Regions from separate parts of the Mus musculus genome. Here region 1 is linked to region 2. A link is a contact called in public HiChIP or PLAC-seq data. All regions are on one chromosome and are shown on one strand. Each heading gives the region's core, a stretch centred on a gene start, on an enhancer-like site or on the middle of the called end of the contact. The rest is flanking DNA. Distances are from core to core; before and after follow the strand shown. Region 1 overlaps Gm39344 (a long non-coding RNA gene). Region 2 has its middle 8.9 kb from the start of Cyp11a1.

What was found. HiChIP or PLAC-seq counts read pairs in DNA pulled down with a chosen protein or histone mark.
Region 1: a contact with region 2 is called in an H3K27ac HiChIP or PLAC-seq map of large pre-B cells, with 2.6 times the contacts expected there. The contact joins two enhancer-like sites. A contact is called at or near these places in 2 of 39 promoter capture datasets (macrophages and neural stem cells), 11 of 115 datasets of contacts at active chromatin or transcription factors (bone marrow-derived macrophages, embryonic hindbrain, embryonic midbrain and 4 more) and 3 of 9 other capture datasets (adipose tissue, liver and pancreatic islet).

The regions. Positions count from the first base shown.
Region 1 is chr9:58,185,311-58,188,405 of GRCm38.p6, reverse strand. It overlaps Gm39344 (a long non-coding RNA gene), which reads right to left. Exons shown (of 3, transcript XR_870787.2): 3 at 203-351. Among named protein-coding and RNA genes, the nearest start is that of Gm39344, 12 kb to the right of the region's middle. Within about 2 kb of position 1,820, at least 6 of the 459 cell types and tissues checked have an H3K27ac peak or open chromatin away from gene starts, as enhancers often do.
Region 2 is chr9:58,004,622-58,007,570 of GRCm38.p6, reverse strand. It overlaps a transcript of Cyp11a1 not described here and the pseudogene Gm17322. Among named protein-coding and RNA genes, the nearest start is that of Cyp11a1, 8.9 kb to the left of the region's middle. Within about 2 kb of position 1,605, at least 22 of the 459 cell types and tissues checked have an H3K27ac peak or open chromatin away from gene starts, as enhancers often do.

The sequences.
Region 1 (3,095 bases), core at 571-3,070, 180 kb before region 2:
TTCCCTTCCCTTCCTTTCCCTCCCCTCCCCTCCCCTCCTCTTCCCTCCCTTCCCCCCTCTCCTCTCCTTTATTCTTTGCTTCTGAACACTGAGGTCTCAGGCAGGCACAGCCAGGTCCCAGCAACCATTACTCTGCGAAGACTCTATGGAGAGTTAGCTTGCAGCCCAAGCTCAGACTGAAGGAGAACCCAACAGTGTGGAGCATAGAAGGCTTAGAGTCTCTGGCTACCTTCATGGAACGTCACAGGAGAATGCTGGAGCTGCTGGCTCCCATTGTGCCCACGTGACAGTTCTGTCTGCAGATGTATGACAAGGGCTGTCTGGCCAGTCCATCCTCCTCTCCATGTTTACCTGTAGAGTTCGGTTTTTAATTCATGAATTTTTAAGCCTTCTTCATCTTAATATACACATGTAGAACTATTAATGTCCTCTTAAGCATACTTCTACAGGCCCCTAAGTTTTGATAGCTACTGTTTGCGCTGTCGTTCAGTCTTAAATATTTCATTCCTGTAAGATTTGTTCTTGGGCTCATGAATAATTTAGATACATGCTTTTACATTTTTAAATGTATACTTTTCCTGTCACTTTAAAATCATGTCTTTAATCTCAATGCATTGCTGTCAGAGAATAGAGGTTGCATCTCTCGTTACATGGTTGGTGATTGTTAGAACCTATTCCAAAGAGTAATATATAGAAGTTCTATAAATGTTTATTCGAGTTTGAAAAGGATGTTTGTCTTGGCCCCATGAAGATCGCTAAGTCACTAAAATGTTTGGCATGTAAACACAAATCCTTGAGCTCAATCCCAGAGACCACCCTGTCACTACCCACTCTCCCCTGGACAGATTGCCAATGATTTTGTGTTATTTTGCACTGTATGTTCTCAAGGTCCTATTACAAGGTGCATTGTTCCTTAACCAGTAAATGTGCAAACAAACAAACAAACAAACAAACAAAACATTGCTACAAAGAGAAAAACATGCTCAACCTGCACCCAGATTAACAGAAATAAACTGACCAGCCCCGGCCGCTGCCTCAACTTTGATCTATTCTCTTTCCCTACTCCCTAATTCTGGCCCCAGTCCCTTGGCCTGTACTGGAACTTTACATAATGCAATCACACACTCTGTTCCTCTTCCACTGCGCAGCAGGCAGTCTGTGGGATTCACACGGCTCTTCACTCTATCTGTTGTGATGTTCTAAGAACACACTGCATCGCATTTCCCCATCCTGTTGTTGAAGGACATTTGGGCTGTTTTCTGTTTGCGCTATTACAAATAACTGCTATTAATGTTCTCTTTGTGTCTTTTGGGAGATCTATGCATTTCTGTAGGAGTAGAGTATCGAAGCTAAAGGATGGGCCTATGCTCAGCCTCGGTAGAATTCCTAGTTTTTCAGGAATTTACCAGTTCAACTTGCATCAGCCTTGAGGGTCCTCACTGCGGCTCCTATCTGCTTGGAGCTTTGGGTGTTCTGTTAGGTTGGTACCGGTCCTGTGTTGTAGTTTTAATTGGCACTAGCTCATGACTAATGAAGCATGAGACCTCTGTTTCCTGCCCATCCTGTTATGCAAAGTGTCTGTTCAAGGCCAAACAGAACTAGTTTGCAAGATTTTGTGTCAAATAACCAAATATTAAAAATGTTTTAAAAGTATCGTCTTCCTTTGTTATTGGATTGTATCTGTTTTCCATTTTTCATTTTTTTACACCTATTTATCATCTACATGATGCACATAGAGGTGTCAGAGGACAACTTGTTGGAGGCCCTTCTCCTTCTACCACGGGAGTTCTGGAGATCAAACGCATGTCAGCAGGCCTGGCCACAAGCTCTTCTTTAGGGGATGAGCCATCTTTCTAGCCTTATCTTCTTAGACAGGGTTTCATGTATCGCAGGCTGGCTTCAAGCTCCCTATGTAGCCAAGGATAGCCTTTCAGTTCTGATCTACCTGCCTCCAGCTCACTCCATCTTCCTGGTACTACGTTTGCAGGTGTGGACCACCACACCCTACTCAGTACTGAGGATGAAACTGGCTTTTATGCACAGGGCTTTGTACACTCCGGGCAGGCATGCACTCTACTGACTCATCTCCATCCCCAGGTTATCTTTTTCTTACTGTAGGAGTCAGTTACATACTCTGGTTATGAATCCTTTGAATTTGTACCGTTTCAGCCTGTATTTAGGAAATCTTTGCCTATGGTCTTTAAAATATTCTCTTATTTTATCCTAAAAGCACTACTTGATACTCATATTTGAAGCCCATTTGGAAGTTGTTTGGTGTTCCCCGATGAGAATATCAAGGCAGCCCAGCCATTTTTTAATCACAAAGGTCGCCTTCTCCCAATCTGAACCCTTTTATAACTTTCAGGAATCCTGATAAACATCTCTGTTTGTTTGTTTGTTTGCTTGCTTGCTTGCTTGCTGTTTGTTGAGAAAGGATCTCTTGTCCCACTTTTAAGCTAAGAATGGCTTTGAACTCCCTATTCTCTTGCTTCTACCTCCCAAGTGTTGAGAGCAGAGCATGTGCCGCTATGCTTGCTGGTTTGTGTTTGTTTGTTTGTTTGTTTGTTTACTTATTTGAGACAGTATCTCATTGTGTAGCCTAGGCCTGGAACTCACTGTGTAGCCCATGTTGGCCTCAGACTTGTGATCTTCCTGAATTCTGAGACCACACATGTGAGCCACTATACTTGGTGAAGACATGCATCTCTTCGGAGTGTTGCCGTCACACCTGCTACAGTGGATGTGATCCAGTGTCTCTGCATCATCGCCAGCATTTGAGAATGTCACTATTTTTATTATCAGGCATTTCGGTAGGTCTGTACTGGCACCCCGTTGTGGTTTTAACTTTCATTTGACCAGTGGCTCAAACTGTTAGATAACACTTTTGTGCTTATGATCCCCAGTGCTCAGGAGGATCTTGAGTTTAAGGTCAGCCTAGGCTATAAAACAAACAAGATCCCATCATTTTAATTTTAAAAAATCTTGTGTGTGTGATGTATGTTTCTCTCTCTCTCTCTCTCTCTCTCTCTCTCTCTCTCTCTCTCTCTCTGTGTGTGTGTGTGTGTGTGTGTGTGTGTGTGTGTGTGAGCATGCAC
Region 2 (2,949 bases), core at 356-2,855:
ACTGAGAAGGAATGGGATTAAACAAGCTTTCAGGAAAGTGACAGGATCTATGCTACCCAAAGCCCAGCACCACCGAGAATTCACTCACCGCTACAGAATTGGCATTTTTTTTTTTTTTTGGAGAAATAACAAGAAACTTAGACACTGCTATTACTGTCTCTTGGGGGTCAGGTGGGGCTGGGCTTTGGGTACCTGTAGTGACTGAAATACGGCTAGTATCACTGGCGAAATGAGAATTTTGCAGCTCACTTTTGCTGCTGTTAGGCCTTAGGTTGTTCTGTTTTGCATACTTTGATTGGTTTTTGCTTTGTTTTGAGACAAGGTCTCACCGCAGTAGCCCATGCTGGCCTACAACCTCCTACGTAAACCAGGCTGGCCTTGAACTCACAGGGAGCCACCCTGTCAGGAAGGTAGGTTTACCATGTGATGAGAGAGCCACTGAAGATGCATTCCTCTCAGGAGCAGAATGCCTATGACGTAGGCAGGGAGCAATCTTTATGAAGCACCACCCCTTGTCCCACTGGTGAATCTGACTGCTTGGCATCAAGCTCCATTTCCCTGTGTACCACTTCAAGGTAGCAAGTCCTTCAGGACTTTTGAAAGGCGAACTTCCAAAAGTCTGTATTCGAGATTGTATTTCAAAGCTCCATGAGTTTGAGGCCAGCCAGGGCTATGTGATGAGACCCTGTCTCAAAATAAATAAATGAGTAAATAAATAAATAATAAAAAAATTAAGTGGTGAATTTGATCTCTGTATTTGTGAAACCAGACTTTCAAGCAGACCCCGAAGCAGAAACTAGAAACATTTCCCAGTAGCTACAGACCATTCTAGCTAAAGCAAGCTCCAACAACTGTCCAGACCCTCCACCCACCCACTCTACTAAAGTTCATCGGTTTAGTGTTGTAAAGGGGGTCATCAAAAGTAAAAATGCATCAGCCTTGAAGGGGGGATCGAAGTTATTCATAATCACCAAGGAGTGGTCCACTTAAGGGCTGCAGCTGAGCATGTACCCACCTATACTGGACGACACTAAGACACTACACGCCAATGTCTGCCATCACCAGCAAAGTGGATGCAGCAAAAAAACCACTTCTGTGAAGTGGTGGTGTCCAGAAGAGGAGTGAGACAGCTCCACTCCGCTAACCACACAGAAGGAAGCCGATGCACCGTTCACTCTCCTTTGCTTTTTGCTTTCGAGGCTTGTTCATCTAACACTTGCCCAGCCCAATATACTTTCAAACCAGCTCACGATGTCTTAGTTCACAAAGCAACAGCACAGATGTCACCATCAGGTATGCAGCCTGTGAACTCGCCGTCCCACCCAATCAACTGCACGAAGGAAAGGACTATGGTGATCAAGGTCAAGTACATTTTCGGCTCTTCTTCCTTTAGCAGAAAGATGTGTTTCCACCCGTCCAAAGCCCTTCCAAAACCGTGCTGAGTTTTTAATAGGTTGATGCCCATGTCTTGAAATGGTTGCTGTTCTTTAAAGTGGTTCATTTACTGGAGTTAAAAATTTTAGGTGCCAGGATGGAAACAAGGTAGTCAGCCAGACACAAAAGCATAACAAAGCAGGAAGCACCTGCCAGCACAGATGGTCGCAGATACTAAAGAGGAACAGCATGGACCACACCCCACAAAGCCGAGAAAACTAGGCTCTTTCCAACGCAGGACTGTGTTGGCCACCAGCATCCCTTCTCCCGATCCTGACAGCTGCTCTTCCAGACCTGTAGCCATCAGGTTCCTGCTGCTGTTATCCACGGCACCCAGGTGCAGTCTCAAGGAGTTTGAAGATATCCTTCACAGAAGCTTGTAACCTGAGCACTAGCCCCAGAAAGGTAATAGCCATTCTGCAGCCACAAAGAATCGGTTTGTAGAAAGGTGTACAGATGCCAGCCCCAGAGGCCCGGCTTTCCTTGACACTTTGTAGTTGTGTAGAGTGTAGTATGACACATCCTCCTTAGGGTTTCAGTATGCTTAATTTCTGTTGTTTGAGTCCCATGCTGAGCCTGGTGGGAATGAATGTGACAGTCATACATCAATCACCCATGATATTTACAAGAGTCATCCCTCCTCTGGGGGCAGGGGTGGGGGTGGGGGGGCACCCAGGACACTGCCATCAGTGGGCACGGGGGGGGGGGGGGCGGGGGAGGGCAGGGCGCAGCAAGCTCTCATCTATATGAGAACCAGCCCTGAGTGGCTTCCACCTGATGAGGACATTCCAGTAATAAGAAACTTGCAGACAGCTACATATGTGGCATGTTCCCAGACAGAAAACTCAAAACACCAGGTTTTTGAGATCAAAGCCAGTTACTCCCTCAGAGGAACCATTTTTAGGCTGAGACCAAGCCTCGATGGGTCCTTCACCCTGCGGGTCTTCAACCTATTGAAGACCACCTCAGTGAGACACCTCAGTAAGAAAGGGCAAAACATTCATGAGTCTAACTGATCCATCAGCTGCCAGCTGTGGAGTCTTCGGCAAATGTTTCCTTCTCTATTTATGGAAAAATTGACACACACACACACACACACACACACACACACCGACGGGACTATTAAGAAAGTAGTTTTATTGGTTGGGATAAGATTTGAATAGATAAAGAGAAAATCCAAGTCCCAAGCTTACAGAAGATTGAAGTATACTGCCTCTTGCATAAAAGAAGTCCCAAGGCAACCCAGAGCTGGTGGTGAGTCCCCAAAGCCCAGCCGCCATCATCCGGCTTGCAACACTGTCTGCATCTCCAAGGCCATCCCACAATCCACAATGCTTCCTGATCCATCTCTATGCTATTGACCAGAAAGAAGAGAAAGCTATAAAAAGGGTCAGCCTGGGCTACTACAAAATGAGAAGAGTGGGGTTGGGGCGGGGGGGGGGGGGGAGGAAGGAAAAGAGGGAGGGGGAAGGGAGGATAGGAGAGGGGACTGGGGGAGAGGGGGGAGGGAAGGAA